Linked DNA regions of Mus musculus: region 2 is linked to region 1. The links are chromatin contacts, called in public HiChIP or PLAC-seq maps. All regions are on one chromosome and are shown on one strand. The core of a region is the stretch at or near the end of the contact, and the rest is flanking DNA. Distances in the headings are between cores, read along the strand shown. Region 1 overlaps Gm19585 (predicted gene, 19585). Region 2 has its middle 140 kb from the start of Gm41600.

The links. HiChIP or PLAC-seq counts read pairs in DNA pulled down with a chosen protein or histone mark.
Region 2: a contact with region 1 is called in an H3K4me3 HiChIP or PLAC-seq map of the SCID.adh cell line, with 9 read pairs. The contact joins two enhancer-like sites. A contact is called at or near these places in 4 of 484 Hi-C or Micro-C datasets (CD4 single positive thymocytes, Th17 cells, Th2 cells and 1 more) and 4 of 115 datasets of contacts at active chromatin or transcription factors (CD8 T cells, the SCID.adh cell line, large pre-B cells and 1 more).

What each region holds. Positions count from the first base shown.
Region 1 is chr17:52,161,198-52,164,501 of GRCm38.p6, reverse strand. Gm19585 (predicted gene, 19585) reads right to left here. Exons shown (of 4, transcript NR_155494.1): 4 at 1,016-1,708. Among named protein-coding and RNA genes, the nearest start is that of Gm19585, 14 kb to the right of the region's middle. Within about 2 kb of position 1,256, at least 81 of the 459 cell types and tissues checked have an H3K27ac peak or open chromatin away from gene starts, as enhancers often do. A contact at or near this core is called in the SCID.adh cell line and double positive thymocytes, where this site is marked.
Region 2 is chr17:52,442,821-52,446,512 of GRCm38.p6, reverse strand. No RefSeq gene overlaps it. Among named protein-coding and RNA genes, the nearest start is that of Gm41600, 140 kb to the right of the region's middle. Within about 2 kb of position 1,997, at least 3 of the 459 cell types and tissues checked have an H3K27ac peak or open chromatin away from gene starts, as enhancers often do. A contact at or near this core is called in the SCID.adh cell line and double positive thymocytes, where this site is marked.

The sequences.
Region 1 (3,304 bases), core at 7-2,506:
GACTGCCTTTACACCTGACTTTTACACGGGTGCCGGGGACTCGAACTCCTGCCTTCACACTTGCACAGCAGGCACTTACTCCTCCATGCTCCCGGGATGCTAAGTAACTTTGAAGAGCATATTTGAAGTCTATGCCTTGCCACTTTCTCTGGCAGAGGTTTAAGACCACACTAAATGGAAACAGAAAAAGAAATGTTGGAATAGGGAGAAACTAGCCAAGTACATAAAGAATAAAATGTAGAAACAGCAAGTATGGACAAGACCATCTTTGTAGTATAATTCTTTTCTTCCTCCAAAAAAACTTCTGTCATCTCAAATGTGTGCCTATGCCATTGTACTCACTCTTCTCTGTTATTTAATCTGTACAGTAATCACTAGTCTGTTTTTCCTTTTAATATTTTACACTTGGCCCCAGATAGGGAAGAGTGACTGGAACAAAACCGGTTAATACATAGCTTTTTGTGTTCCATTTTTGTAGGTTTTAAAAACTCCAAGGTTGGACACAGAATAAATTAATTCTTTAAAACATTTTACTCTATTCATTTATTTACTGTGTGTGGAGGCATACCACAGTATGCACAATGGAGGACTGTGGACAACCAGAGTGGACCACATGGTGGGAGAAGGGATCAAGATCATGCTGTCAGCTTTGTTAGCAAGTTCTGTTACCCACTGAGCCATCTTGCTGGTCCAGAGTATGTGGTCTTTAACAAATGCATATGGAGGCCTATGAGATGGGTGGCTGAGGTATATAAGATGCTGCTCCAGTCAACCCAGCAATCCTGAAGAGAGTCTGAAGACACTTTCGGTCTTGAGCAGGTCTTCTACTCCAGTTCGGATAAAATGATGCTGAGATACAGAAAGGGGATGAAGTAATCCACAACTCACAATAGGTCACCTGGACATGTATGTCCCAACATGACATCTGTATGTCAATATTTTGTTTTAAGCCTCGAGTAGCCTCAGACTGCTATAAACAGAAGAATAAATGAACATAGAAGTAGACTGGAGGGCTTACATTTATTTGTTTATTTATTTATTTATATCTATTTATTTTACAATCATCTCCCATAGTCTGGCATTTATAAACCCTTAACTACTTATCATCAATCATTTTTGGTCAACTTTGATGTGAGAATGATTTTTATCAAGTGTCCAGGAAACACACCTGGGTAGATCTGCAGAATGGCCCAGAGTATGAGAGGCCATGTAGAAACAGGAAGCCGAACTTCAGTTGAAAGAGTTCATGTTTTCTCTCTGTTCAGATCTCAGACTAAATTTGGCAAGCTGTGAGTGCCCGTGCAAGGGAAGGAAATGCATAACAGAGCAGAGCAACTCATCTTTCATGGCTTTTGGGAAATTATTTGACAGATCCACAGTCATATTATTCTTTAAAAACTCTTTCATGAGGCATTTCCCAAGAAATTCTGATGTTGACTGTGGTGGACTGACGGGTTGTGTTTACGTACTTCTAAGGGACCACAAGTCTACCTGTGTGTGAATGAGCGCCTTCCTAATAAGTAAATGACTCTGCTTTCATGTGTTTAATAATATTTAGACTTCACTTTTTCTTTTTTTTTTCCCCTTATGTTCTCCCAAAGAAGTTTCGGTCTCTCCCATCATGTGTTGTTGTGGTGGTGAGGTTATTTTTCTTGATGAGTCGCACCCACTCACAGTCAACTTGAAGGTCTTTTCCACTGCAGACAGCCTGTGAATGCGCAAAAGGAAGCTGGTTATCTCCACATCAGCAACTCACATCACAGCGTGATCAGAAGTGACATCACTGTGTGGTTTCACTAATGATATTTAAAGGAGATCACTATTTTCAGTTGCTTTTTTAGTCTCAGAAACCTCTGCATCTCCTTCCACTTCGCTGCCCATCTGTCACCCCTCCTCTGTCCCACCAGATTCCTTCTCAGCACTACTCTCCTCTCCATTTCCAGCCTGTGATGACAATGGGTCCTCTCAGGTTTTTCTGGGGTTGTTTTGTTTTGTTTTTTAAAAAAGAGAAAAGTCAAGTCCATTAATACTATTGACTTGGTAACTTTTTTTTCCCAGAATAAGATCTGAGAAGAATTCGAGAAAACCACAGATACTAGAACTGATGAAGACTGTTTCCTGTGAATTTGTGTGGCTTGCTCACCAAGACACCCTCTGCTAGTCTCATTCTTCCTTCTATAAACAATTTCTGCAATTGGCCCTAAAACCCTCTTGGAATGAAGACACAATTCTTACATGCGAACACTTCAATCCAGGTCCAGTTGTAGATCAACAGGACCTACACAGGGAAGCATCTTTGTACAGACATCTCTTAAACAATTGTAGTGAAATGATCTGGTTTGAAATAGGTGTCCAGAAGAAAGTCCTTACCTTTGCGTATGCAGTGGAAACCCTCCGTTTTATGTTTACAGTGATAAAATTTGTATATGTGTGTATGCATGCATGCATGTGTACATATATATATATATATATATATATATATATATATGTATATATTTGTGTTTTGGAGTGCAGGTAAGGAAGGGCTGAAAAGTGATGTGTGGGGGAAAAACAGAAATCACATACACTAACATTCCAATAGAGGAGTTTGTAATGAGCATACAAATGGTAGCAGGATGTGCATTTATTAATATTTTATGGAACTGGGTGCCATGAAATGATATCGGTCTCCACAGCATCATCTTTATAACATGTGAGACCACAAGATTCTCCAGCCATAGTCACTGAGCCTCTTGGGCTCTATCTTCCTCCAGTCTAAAATAGTTTCTTAACCCCATCACAGTCGGCTTGGGGGGATGGATGCTTCTTGTGATAGGGTTTACTTAACAGCATTCCTGGTTTCTGCTTGTCAGACACCAGTATGTTCTATCAGTTTTAACAGTCTCCAGACAGAGCCAGATGTTTCTCAAGGGAGCTGAACAGGCAAAATACCCTATAGCTTACAACCAGTAAATAAAAATAATTAAAGTTTATAATATCTTTCTATTCTAAAACTTGGTGAGAAGAACATCTAAGATACTTTTTTAGAATGTATTTTACTTACCTTTTAACTATTTTACAAATACATAATAAAATGTTTTGACCATATTCACCCACCTAGCACCTACTCTCAAACCCCTTGGTACTGCTAAACCCCATAGTCAATTCATAAAAGATATTTTTTAAAAAATTCTTAATTCATACCAGTTAAGATTGAAGAGAGAAAAGTAACCAAGTTATATTTTTAGACTTGTGAGTGGAACTAAAGAACTAAAGGCAAAGACATCTTCATCATTAACCAAGCACTTAGCCCCTACTAAGAACA
Region 2 (3,692 bases), core at 748-3,247, 280 kb before region 1:
TTGGATCCTCTATCTCACTTAGATCTAATAATGTTCGTTTTATAACAGCTGGGTGCTCTGACAATAGGGGCCTGTTCTGTGTGACAAATACCCTGACAAAAAGTAACGTATGTAATACAAGTTGATTTAGCTTGTAAGTCCAAGTTACAGTCCATTATTGCAAGGGAGTAAAGGCAAGGACGTCAAGTACCACATTCACAATTAAGAGCAGAAAGAGAATATGGCCATTCATTGGAGTGTAGTTAACTTAATGGGGGCCACACCTTAAAGAAAGTGGGCTTTCTCTCTCCTGGTACATCATTCTTCTGCTATGTATGGGAGTTTGTGCCCACCTCCTGACTTCATACTGCGATATTGTTTGCCTTGAGCTTGTACAGATCTTGTTCATAGGGTTCTTTTTCTTAATACATTCATATAGCCCATGCTTTTAATTGGGGAGTTGTCCTTTCATGTTCACAAATACTATTAAACATATTTAAAGATATAACCCTCTCTCTCTCTCTCTTTTTCCTTGATGTAGCTTGTTCTATTCCTTGCCTGCTCATCTTTATGGTTTTGTGGATTATTGCCCAGGGAAGGCCTAACCTCTTTGTGTGTGCCTTACTCATTAGTGGCTTTATATGCTCACATGCCTTCATTATAATAGTGGTTTTCTTTTTCTACTGAGTATAGGGCTCTCTTCAGCAACTTTTATAAAACCTATCTAGTGAGAGTGTAATGATCTTTTCTCAATTTTTGTTATATTAAAAAAGTATTTCTTTTTCATTTCTGGATAGACTGTTGGATATAAATATACTTTATTAATGTTACTTTCTTACCAAATGTGAACTATATCAATTCCATTCCCGCCTTACCTATTAAGTTTCTACTGATAAAATTATTGATGGTTTAGTATGGGTTATGAACCTTGGCACATTGTATTTGCAATATCTTTGTGTTGTACTTTTAATAGCTTAATTTTTAAAAGTCAAGAGAGAGGTTTTTCCTAATCATATCTATTGGGGTTCTGTAGACTTACTTATCCTTGATATCTAAATCTCTCCCACTATTCAGGAAATTTCCAGCTATCATCTCTTTGAATAAAATTTCTATTCCTTTGCTTTCATATTCTCCCTTGCTTACTAAAAGATTAAGATATTTGTTCAATTAAATGTGTTTCAAAAGTCTTGTATACTTTCTTAATTTCTTATTATTTTCTTATCATTGTTGTGGCTCATATTTGGTCTGATAGTGATATTTCAATAAATTTGTGTTGTTTAAAAGAAGATCTCCTCCTCCTCCTCCTCCTCCTCCTCCTCTTCCTCCTCCTCCTTCTCCTCTCTCTCTCTCTCTCTCTCTCTCTCTCTCTCTCTCTCTCTCTCTCTCTCTCTCTTGATTTACTGACCCTGTTACTCAAAATTTTAACTACTTTTTACACTGACAAATTTCCTTTTCAACATTTACGGATTTTTTTCTTGTGTTTTTCTTTCTCAAATAAATTTCTCACCTACACCATGCATTATTTTCTTAACTTTTCTCAAATGTGTTACCCTGAATGTCATAGCATTTTAATAATCATTAAACATTTTATCAGTCATTTCATTAATGTTACTTCTTAAAATTTATGTACTTATTTGTGTGTGTGTCACACATGAGGGATATAGGACACTTCATTTTGAGATTCAGAAGATAACTTTTCTTAAGTAAGTTCTCCCCTTCCATCTTTATATGGGTCTTACAGCTCAAACTCATGTCACCCAGTTTGCACAGTATCTTAGTTCTTAGTTAGGATTTCCATTGTTATGAAGAGGCACCATGACCATGGGACTGGCTTACAGTTTCATATAGATAATGACTTACAGTTCATTATCATCATGGTGGAATCCAGGCATCAGCATAGCAGTATCCAGGCAGACATGGTACTAGAGAAGGAGCTAAAAGTTCTGCATCTCGATCTGACTGCAGGCAGGAGGAACTTTCATCTTCAGGCAGCTGGAAGGAAGCTCTCTTGCACACTGGGTTAAGCCTGAGCATAGGAGAAGATCCCCAAAGCCTACCCCACAGTGGCACACTTCCTCCTACAACGCCATACCTTCTCCAACAAGGTAACACCTGCTAATAGTACCACTCCCTGGGCCAAATATATATTCCCCCTTTGGCTGTAATTCATAATTAAGATTATGGGTGCATTGTCTGTCATTGTATAAGCAAAAAGAATCATTTTCTCTGGAAGCTACACAGTGAGCATACTCTTTTTGTGACTCAAGCAAGTATGGTGTAGGTAACAGTTGGTATATGCAGCTATTTTTATAAATAATGAAACAATACCATTATTTTTGATGGAGGTCCTTTCTGGCATTGGCAAACCAACTCTACTGTTGACAAGGACCTTTGGTATGAGACACAATGGTTTTTGGCAAAGTACACTTGGCTTCATCCAGACAGAGGTACAGACCCACACAGAAGAACCTTGACCATGACATTCACAAACCTGGCATCAGCATGTGCCAACACTCCACCCCCAATGAACTGACAGATGTCATAGGAGATAAATCTTGCAAGGTCTTCACAGGTGACCCTACATCAGTATGAATTCTGAGAATATCTCATCTCTTAAAAGGGTGAAGAACCAGAACAGCCCGGATTAAGGGGTTACAGGCAAGAAAGTTTAAATTGTTTCCTTGGAGATGCTGTGCAGAGTCCAGGTTTGTTCCCTGACGGAACACAAAGGCTCTAGCATCTCTGAGACTTTCCAGGATTTAGAGTCTCCAATGTCTACACTGAAGCAATGTGCTGGACCATTTTACCTACTTTCCTCTGCAGAGAGGAATACCTTCTCTATCTGAGGAGCAGACATAGCAATTACTGGGAACTTAGTTTCTGTTTCTGAGTCATTGCCCCAGGCCTTCAAGTAATGCAAATGTCCAATTTCTCATTTGTTGCATCTTAGTACATCCCAGTGACAACTCACTTTCAGGGTACAACTACCCAGCAGCTCCTTTCCTTCTTTGAGGAAGAAGAGGTCAGTGTAAGCAGTGTCCCTGCATGGCTTTCACAGGAAGTCAAAGGAGGGAAATATTTATGAATATTTATTCAAAAGCGATTTGTCATACTTTGCAAATTATTATTTCTTTTATTGTTATTTTCTCTTTCTTATATTTTATCACAATATTAACATATAATGAAATAATTTATTTTTTTCCGGAATGATCTTATTGGCAATTTCTATGTTAATTATCACCTTCCTTACTGAAAAGAAGCATAACAATATTGTTATATTTTTTAGTTAAAATACCCCCAGTTCTATTCTGATAATTCAATTCTATTCTATTAAGTCTAAACGGGTGCAATATCTTACACCACATTTAATATTAATTAATGCAATTTTATGACTGAATTTGCCTTCTCTTTTTCTCTGTGCTCAAATTACACTACAATAAACACAGCAGAGTAGTCTTAGTTAGTGGAAAGTAAATCACAGAGGCCTCTGAATGATATTCCTATGCGTCTTAACAAATATTTGCTGCTAAAAATACTGAAATTGCTTCAGATCTAGAATTAGGGAAGATGTTTCCCAATCTTTCTCATCACCTCAGTATGTCTGTTTTATAAGCTCATGCGAAACAAAGGGAAGACTTCATGATATATTTCTCAAGCAAAGAGAGGAAGAAACAGGGGAAGGAAGGTGATAACTTTCACATGGGAAAGAGAAT